Linked DNA regions of Cyprinus carpio: region 1 is linked to region 2. Evidence: chromatin contacts called from public Hi-C data. All regions are on one chromosome and are shown on one strand. Each heading gives the region's core, a stretch centred on a gene start, on an enhancer-like site or on the middle of the called end of the contact. The rest is flanking DNA. Distances are from core to core; before and after follow the strand shown.

Region 1 (4,071 bases), core at 1,531-4,030, 69 kb before region 2:
CTGGAATTTAATGGTAATTCTCAATTCAGTACTGAATGATGCACAGACCTGATGAGCATCATGAAACTTGTGTAGCATAAATTCAACTATTTTCACTGTCTGACCAAATTCAAAGTATAGCTTGCCAAAAAAAAAAAAAAAAAAAAACGAAACATTAAGTTCAGAAGAAGAAAGAAGTGAGACTAACCTTGTGGTCTAAAAAATATGGCTAGTCCAGGTTTAGACTTAATATATAGCACACGAGTCATGAGATGTATTTATGGGGTTCTTTCGCATGCTTTGTTGAATTGTATTCTCTTTTGTGTTCTGTTGTAGAAACAGTAATATGTTTTTGGTAACACATACGAGTGATTAAATGCTAATTGAATTTGGGTAAATTATACTGCATGTAAGTTTAAAGTTGTAATAATACATTAATTGCAACAAAACAACGTACATGTGACTGAAAGAAGCTTTCAGAAAATAAATTTAAGGCAGGGATGATGAATGTGAGCTCGTAGGGACGGGGTTTAACATTTGGAGATGTCTGATGATCAAGTTATAAAATTTTGATTAAAACTTACGAGGTCAGATATAATTTATTTATTTTTTCATTAAAACATGCATTGAAGAATGGTTCGCAATAAGATAAATAACATTCATCGAGAAAATAGGGTAACTTTTTATTTCATGCTGACTTCAAATAATTTAGTAAAGGTTCAAAGTAAACTATTACTAAGGTTCCTGGCTCAGACTGAGTGAAGGGTTAAGTGTGGAGCACAGCTGATCCCAACCCGTGGAGGCAGTAAGGGGTTAAATGTGGGACGAGAGGCAGAGCAAGCCATAGGGCCGGGCAGAGCGCCAGCTCCACTCATAAACTAGAGGCTTCCAGTCAGTGTGCCAGGGACAGCCCCGTGACTCAGAGAATGAATCCTGCAGAGAGACAGAAGATGAGGAAGACCAGAGACAAAGAGTTTAAAGAGACTAATGAGAATAACACAGAGTACATCATGAATAAAGTCATATTCAGCCTAAGAAACATTCTGACATGGTTTTGGTGCTTTAAAAGTAGGTACAGAGGCTGAAAATACAGTGTATAGTAGTCCTGCCGTTTTAAAGACAGTATTGACTTTGTAAATGAACACAAAAATACAATGCATTAAATAACTGTTTATAATTCGAACTGTTCATACATAAAAGGATGTTATATTTAGACTTTTGTTTAAAGATAATTAAAGTGAAACTGTTTTATAGTCACATCTGGAGTCGTCTACTATCAGTGTGTGATTTTCTTGCAAGTCTAGGTTGAAAAGTGCAGTTTTTTCAGTCGTTTTCACATACAAAGACATCTGTCAATGTTTAAAACACATTCCACCCAAATGTGTGATAAAGTCAGTCATTTCCAGGGTTTGTTTGTAAGTATGAAAAAAAAGCATCTCACAGCGACTAGAAAATCTCAGTGTCTCTTCAGCTGTTATGAAATCACAGTTTTTCCAGAGGTTCTGCTGTGTTTCCTGTTAAACGCATCTCCAGCAGAGGGAGTTTAGGTTGAAGCGTTCATGTCCAGACCAGAGTGCGTGTGTGTGTGCATGCACATGTGTGTTTATTTAGAGGTTAGCCTAGTTTCACCAATCACACTCCCGGTTCATGGCAGCATGACTGAGTTAACTTCAGTTTAAGGAATATAGTATTGCATAAATATATACAAACTCACTCTCAGAACACAGTAATGAAGATAATGACACACAGACACACACACACACAAATTAACTGCCTGCTTAGTCACATTTTCATCAGGCAAGACAGAAAATGTTTGGGCAAATACATACATAACCTCTCTAAATTGCTTTCACTTTACCACTGCTGGTAAAGACACTAAATAGGAACCACAAAAAAAACTTGGCACTACTCAGCACCTTACAAAAACATTTATGAAAATTACCCAAGTAACCACAGATACAGTTTTGGTTGCTACTAAAATCATAATATGTGACCAATAATAGATCTGTTTAATTAGTTGAATTTCTGTTCATGATGACAGTGGGGGCTAATAGCAAGTTAGCTTTATTGTAGCAACATAAACTGTTGTAATTATGATGTTTTATCAGAAACTATTGTTAACATGGTAAATTGGTATTGTTAACATGACAGTTGTATAGCATGTGCACTTGTGGTGTGCTTCAAAAACTTGCAGAACTGTACTTGCAGATAATTTAATGTTAATTAAATAAAAGGCCACTTAAGTGTACTTAAAAAGAGACACTGTTGATGATGTTTCATGGAACACTTAAGTATTTTGTAATCCTGTCGAATTAAACGTTTTACTTTTACTTTAAAGTGTATTCCTTTTGTAATAAGCAATAGTATACTGTAGTGTACTTCTTTTTCAAAAGGGTTTGTCTTGTTTTTGGTTGATTCTGCTTTTGCAAGATGTAATTTTTACTTTGCAATATTAAGTAAGATTATCTTGTTAGCTGTGTAATTGTTTGTGACTGTGACTAGCAGATATGGTGAGCAGAAGGTGTTGAAGGGGTTAAGCGTGTGTCTGTGCAGAAAGCGAGGGAGTCGACATCCTGGCAAGCGCCAGTTTACACAGATGGAGCCGCTCTCTGAATAAACCACAAAAAATTCCTTTCCCTGCCCAAGTTAGCACTTCTCCAAGAGAGGACATGATCCTTGTCTCCTCGTTCCCTTTCGCTCCGTCTACACAAAACACAAGTGGCAGGCCCAGTCAGACGAGCCTCAGAGGTGCCCCGTATATATCAGCCCCATGAGCGCCTGGAAAAGAGCAAACAGACCAGAGACATGGAACAACAAGAACAACACTGTCTCTCTTCAATTCTGAACGTATGAAAATGTAAAAGTGTGAATGAGGGAGTTTTGCTCTGTGCTGGTGTTGTTGTGTGTACTTTCTACAGGCCATCCAGCGGGCTTGTCAACAGACACAATCCAGACACTGGACTTTGCTTCTTTGGTTCCAAGAGAAATCCATAGAAGAAACAATGAAAATCTGCTGGTCAAGTAGATGCCTACAATGAAATAGGTCTTCATTATAGTTAAAGGTTGAACTATATCCTCTAACTTTTGGTTTATTCATGAGTTGGAAGGGTGTATCACTCACAGCAAGCTGTAAAGTCTCTTTCATATGACTCATGTCAAGGCTTCAGTGCATCTTTCCACACGTTTTGACCTTCATGTGAAGAGTGCTGTGGAGAGTGTCATGGAAGAGCAGCTTTACGAGATGGCTAGGTAGCAGAAAACAGGGAAGTGTACACAGTAAACAGAGAAAGTAGTGAATGCAAATGAAAGACGTAACATGCGTTTGAACTTAAAGAGGTCATGAACTGAGAAATTTCAATTCCCGTGATCTTTTGACATGTAAGAGGTCAATGTATTATAAACACTTCCTGCAAGTTACAAAACTCAAAACTTTCTCGTTAGTCTAAAAACACCCAGTCTGTCAACAGAACAGGTTGTGGAATCTGCCACTTTCTGACATAATAGAGCGGGTAAACCCTGCCTCCACAGAAGAAGATCAACGCCTGCTTCTACATCACTGTCCATTTAGCTCCGCCCACCGATTCACGCATGTAGTGTAAATAACGAGAGAAGCAAACGCATGTCTACACTAAAACCACACAATAAAGATGCCCTGAAGACGTGAAGATGCTGTTCAGTGCCAAACTTTGGAAAAACAGTCTTTGCATTGTCTTCCTTCTGATCCCAGCATTAGGAAAGAGTGGATGAACTTTATTTTGAATGAAGATACAGATTTCGTCAGTAAGAACTTGGTCCTTTGATCACTTAATTTTAACATGGATTCATTTAAAAACAAGGCACAATTTGATGCCTGATTTTCAGAAAGAACGAAACTAAAAGACAATGCTGTGCAACTATATTAGTTCTGACAGTAAGTGTGAGCAACTGGTTTTTTTTTTTATGTGCTCACTATTGCTTTTTCTGTTATTACAGATCATCTGATATGTATACATGTGTTTTTAACCTAAATCACAGCAGCGTCCATCTGTGAAGTCTGTAGGCTGTCAAACATACACAACCATCATGCCCATTCAAACAGGACAGAAAATAGCC
Region 2 (4,430 bases), core at 580-3,079:
TATCTGAATGAGCGCAATGTCTCTCAGGCATAGGAAACACACACTCACACACTCACATGAAGAACTCTGGAGAGGACGGGTTGTCGCTCGTGGATCCTGCCTCGCGGAACCCGTTCGCTCCGCTCAGTTTCTCGCACTTGAGTTTGTAGGCGTCTCTCTCTCGGGCCAGCCGGTTGATCTCTTGCTTGAGCTGCTCTACCTGGTTGACGAGATGCGTCTTCTCGTTCTCCAGCACGTGCTTCTGCTGCACGCGCTTGTAGCGGCACGACTGCGCGTAGCCCCGATTCTTCAGGGTTCGGCGTTTCTGCTTCAGGCGGATCACCTCGTCCTTGGTGAAGCCCCGCAGGTGTCGGTTGAGCTCCCGTACGGACATGGACACCAGCTGGTCGTCGGAGAAGCGGTCCTCCACGCTCAGGCCTCCACCCACGCCGTGGTGACCCTGCTGGCCGGGGTGGGCGTGCGGGTGGTGATGGTGGTGGTGACGGTGGTGGAGCTGCTGGTGGGACCCGGGCGAGGTAGGAGAAGGGCTGTCGAGGTCCTGACTGTGGTGGTGGTGGTGATGGTGGTGGAGGTCGTGGGCGCCGGGGTGACTTTGCAGGTCGTCGGGGTGATGCGGTATCGCGCCGTATTGGTGGTGGTGCTGCTGCTGCTGCTGCTGTTGCTGCGCGTGGCCGTGGTGGTGATGCGCGCCCCTGTATCCCTCAAAGCCTCCTGCTTGCAACTGCTGCTGCACATGAGGGGGCGGAGGGTGCCCGTGGGCCGTGGCACCGATCAGAGCCTCCACCGCGTCTTCGGGCGTCAGGCTTAGCGTCTGCGGATCGATCTGCTGCGGGTACGCGCCGCTGGGCATCCAGTACAGCTCCTCGAGATGGTTCTTCTGCTCCGTGGGGCTGAAGCTCGGGGAGGACGGCACGGAGCTGCACGGGGTGCTGATTGGAGTCGAGGACACGGAGCCCTGCGGCTGGAGACGATTGCACTGCCGTATACTGGAGCGATCGTGCGCCGCCAAGGCCTCTTTCTTCACCTCGAATTTCATCAAATCAAAGTCATTGACATATTCCAACGCCAGCGGGCTGGTGGGCAGCTCTGGCCCCATGGCGAGATCGCCGCTCATTGTGTCCCTGTTCTTTAGCAAAGTATTTACCAGCGTCGCAAAACTCGACTTTTGCTTTTCTTGCCCCTCTTTGCGCATGCAATTTTCTGGATGGGTCTCCGAACGCGACGCGCTCGAGCGCTGGAGCATGCAGGGTCACTCGAAATGTTCAAACAGGAGAAAGCGAGACAAAGAAAGAAAAAAAAGAAAAAACTTTCTGGACTAATGCACTGCAAAAGACATTTGCCTCATATGGACGCAGGGAGCTCGGCAGCTGCAGTCTTTGGACAGTTCTGGAGAAAGTCAAGTCTCTCGCGCTCGTCCCGTCGAACTCAAAACATAAATAAAAGACAAAAATGAGTACCGGACAAGGGCTCCCGTCCCAATCCCGGATACTCCAAAATATGTCCTTAAGTAAGCAGCGTTGAGGTGGATGGGTGCTGTGTTTTTCCAGCTCTGCACCGCAGAGAGTTCAGCTCGCGCTCACTCCTGAGTATTCAGACTGTAGCAGGACGCCACAGCCCTCTGTACTGTTATAGTCTACGCGCGCGTGACGTCAGAGGAGGCTGGCGACCAGTCAGATCTGGAGAATTAGCATAATGATCGTTGTTGGTGTGTTGTCAGCTGACGGGATGAGGAAAGGGAGAGTAATGACTGATTGGATTCGCGCACCTACCGAGAGGCCGTTTGTTCTGTACTACATACAAAGTACAACATACTGTAACTGGGCATATTTTCAAAACGTCACATTCTTGTGAAAAGTCCATTTATGCTCTTGCATCCAGATATGCTATTTATATTTGAATTTTAAACAACATATAGATTCCAAATTAATTTCACTGGACATTTAAAATGAAAACAAACTATCGAGATGGTTTGTGAAAGTGTTTTATTAAAAAAAGAAAGAAAAAGGTATTAGTCTGTAACATGCGACAGCAGGTTGTTACATCCGCCAGCATTTGCATAATACTTCTTCACAAATGTCGTTAAATCACAATAATAGTTCAGCTTTTATCCACTGTGTCAAAATTACTCAACTAAACTCAACTAAACAAGCACGGTTTCACGTGATTTTAAATAAAAATTTTCTAAAAGTTTTATTTTTAACTTCTTATTTTTCTTATTTTTTACTTAGCATAGGCTATATATATATATATATATATATATATATATATATATATAATATATATATATATATATATATATATATAGGCTATATATATATATATATATATATATATATGAGGACGCCCGGGACCCACCAGGTGTATGTTTTATTGCGATATGTATTAACTCCTGAATCTTCAACAAGACAAGCTGAAGTGAAAGGCTGGTGATGCTGCGCGTGACGCTAGATTCGTGAAAACTCACCCGACGCTGCCCTCATGTGGCGCATCTGATCCCTGCCGCGCTCTCGTCTCGTGCTCCCGCTATACGACTATAGGATGTGAGAAAATTAGTGATTTTATCTGTGAATAAATTGTAAGGATTAATGAAAATAAACAAATATTTTGCATATCTGTGATCTTAAAAGCTTCTGTCTTCGAGTACAAGACTTACTGTGCGTCACCGAGTCTTTTGACTAAATCTTTCATTACAGGCATAGTTACATCGCTGTTTAAGACTATTGGTTATTTTTGTTAGGCACAAGTCATATACTGTACACAAACACATTAAGTATTTATTAAAACTGCTTAAATATAGGCTATTTCAGCAAGTAGTATAACGTCAATAACCTTAGTAAAGACATATTGATTTTATTCCTATTTCATAGACTTATTCCATATTACATGGCATTTGCTCCTTTCCTTATTTTCCCCTATTTTTATTTGACTCTTGACGCAAAATGCATTTTACGATTTGCCTTTTAATATTATGTCGTGCTGTCTTTGATAGGCTATTATTAGAATGAACTTTAAGAAACAGTCGCAGAAATTATCCTAAATACGACCGATGCAATCAGTCCGAGCGGTTTATTTAACAAAATAAAAAGTGCACAAAAAAGCCCCAATATGTTTACTTTATTTAAGCGTCACTTGCCAATACTTACGTATCCCTTCATATTTAGTATATTTATTTTTATTTGAATATATATATATATATATATATATATATATATATATATATATATCTATATATATATATATATATATATATATATATATATATATAATCTATCTATAAAACGATTAAAATATATAAAAACTATTTAAATTGTAGTCTTATTTTAATTCATTCCTTTCGTCGGTCATTGCGAATTTTACTTACCCATATCGGCATCGCATCTTCACGTCAACTAGGCCAGCTGTTAATTCTTTCATCGAAGTTTATGCAAAGCCCTAAAAGCACCGGGCCCGTACAGTCACGCGCTCTGATTCTCTCAGACTCCCGCTACCGGTTTCTCTCTCTCTGATGGAGAGGAGATGATAACAAACTCTCATGTCAGCAGCATATTGGTGGTTAATGATCTATTAAGTGATCCTCTTGCTTATGGACAGCGGGAAAAGTGTTGATGCACGCTTATTTGGCCTAATGAGATTCCCATCCTACGATTTTTAGGAATGAATAAGAGAAATAAAATCAGCTCAGAGATGTATCATAGAGCAGTTGTCAAAGGGAGACGTTGTGGACCGCACGCCGGTGAATGTCCCAGGCCTCGGATACTGCATGGGCTTGGAAAGGATGCCGTTTTTTTTTTTTTTTTTTAACCCCTCATAAGGACATCCGACATTCAGCCGTGGACAAGATGAGTATGACATATTTAAATATTGATGATCTTATTGTAACTCATGACTGCATTTTTGTGATGACAAGCCTAGTCGAGTGCATTTTTGTTGTTTTTAGTTTATAACAGTGCAGAAGACTTTTGGGGGAAATGCAGATTTCATGAATGCGTGTGTGTTTATGGGGGACAGAGGGGGAGAGAGACAGACAGACAGACAGAAAGTTTTCTTGTTTCCTCTTCATCCTCCTCTTGGGACACACGCAGGTAATGGGTGCTTGCGAAAAGGCTTGTGCTCTGCATTCTAGAAGAGTACAGTGGAAAACAGAATACATCATCTATTATGAGAGCTGGTTATCAATATGTAACAGACACGACTATAAAAACTTGAACCACTTAAGCGTTACTGTCGAGACAGGACAGAAGTTCTCAGGAAGATTCGTATTCGTACTGCCGACGTTATGTCAGGAAAGTTCGTCTTTAAAAGGAAAAGGAAAATGCACAAAAGTAGCCTAAATGCACACATTTTATTTACGTCTCAAACCAATGAAAAGGTGTTATCATCTTTAAAAAAAAAAAAAAGTGATGTATGTAATAATGAAGTATCAATGAAAA

Evidence for each region. Hi-C and Micro-C count contacts between places; a contact is called where the count stands out from the background.
Region 1: a Hi-C map of liver shows a contact between it and region 2, with 7 times the contacts expected there. The contact joins the enhancer-like site here to the promoter of LOC109065388 in region 2. A contact is called at or near these places in 2 of 8 Hi-C or Micro-C datasets (both in liver).

Annotation. Positions count from the first base shown.
Region 1 is chrA23:1,271,325-1,275,395 of ASM1834038v1, reverse strand. No RefSeq gene overlaps it. Among protein-coding and RNA genes, the nearest start is that of trnae-uuc, 46 kb to the right of the region's middle. Within about 2 kb of position 2,780, at least 1 of the 8 cell types and tissues checked has an H3K27ac peak or open chromatin away from gene starts, as enhancers often do. A contact at or near this core is called in liver, where this site is marked.
Region 2 is chrA23:1,200,672-1,205,101 of ASM1834038v1, reverse strand. LOC109065388 (transcription factor MafB) reads right to left here and starts at 1,829. Exons shown (of 1, transcript XM_042712555.1): 1 at 1-1,829. The coding sequence starts at 1,243. The coding sequence ends at 53.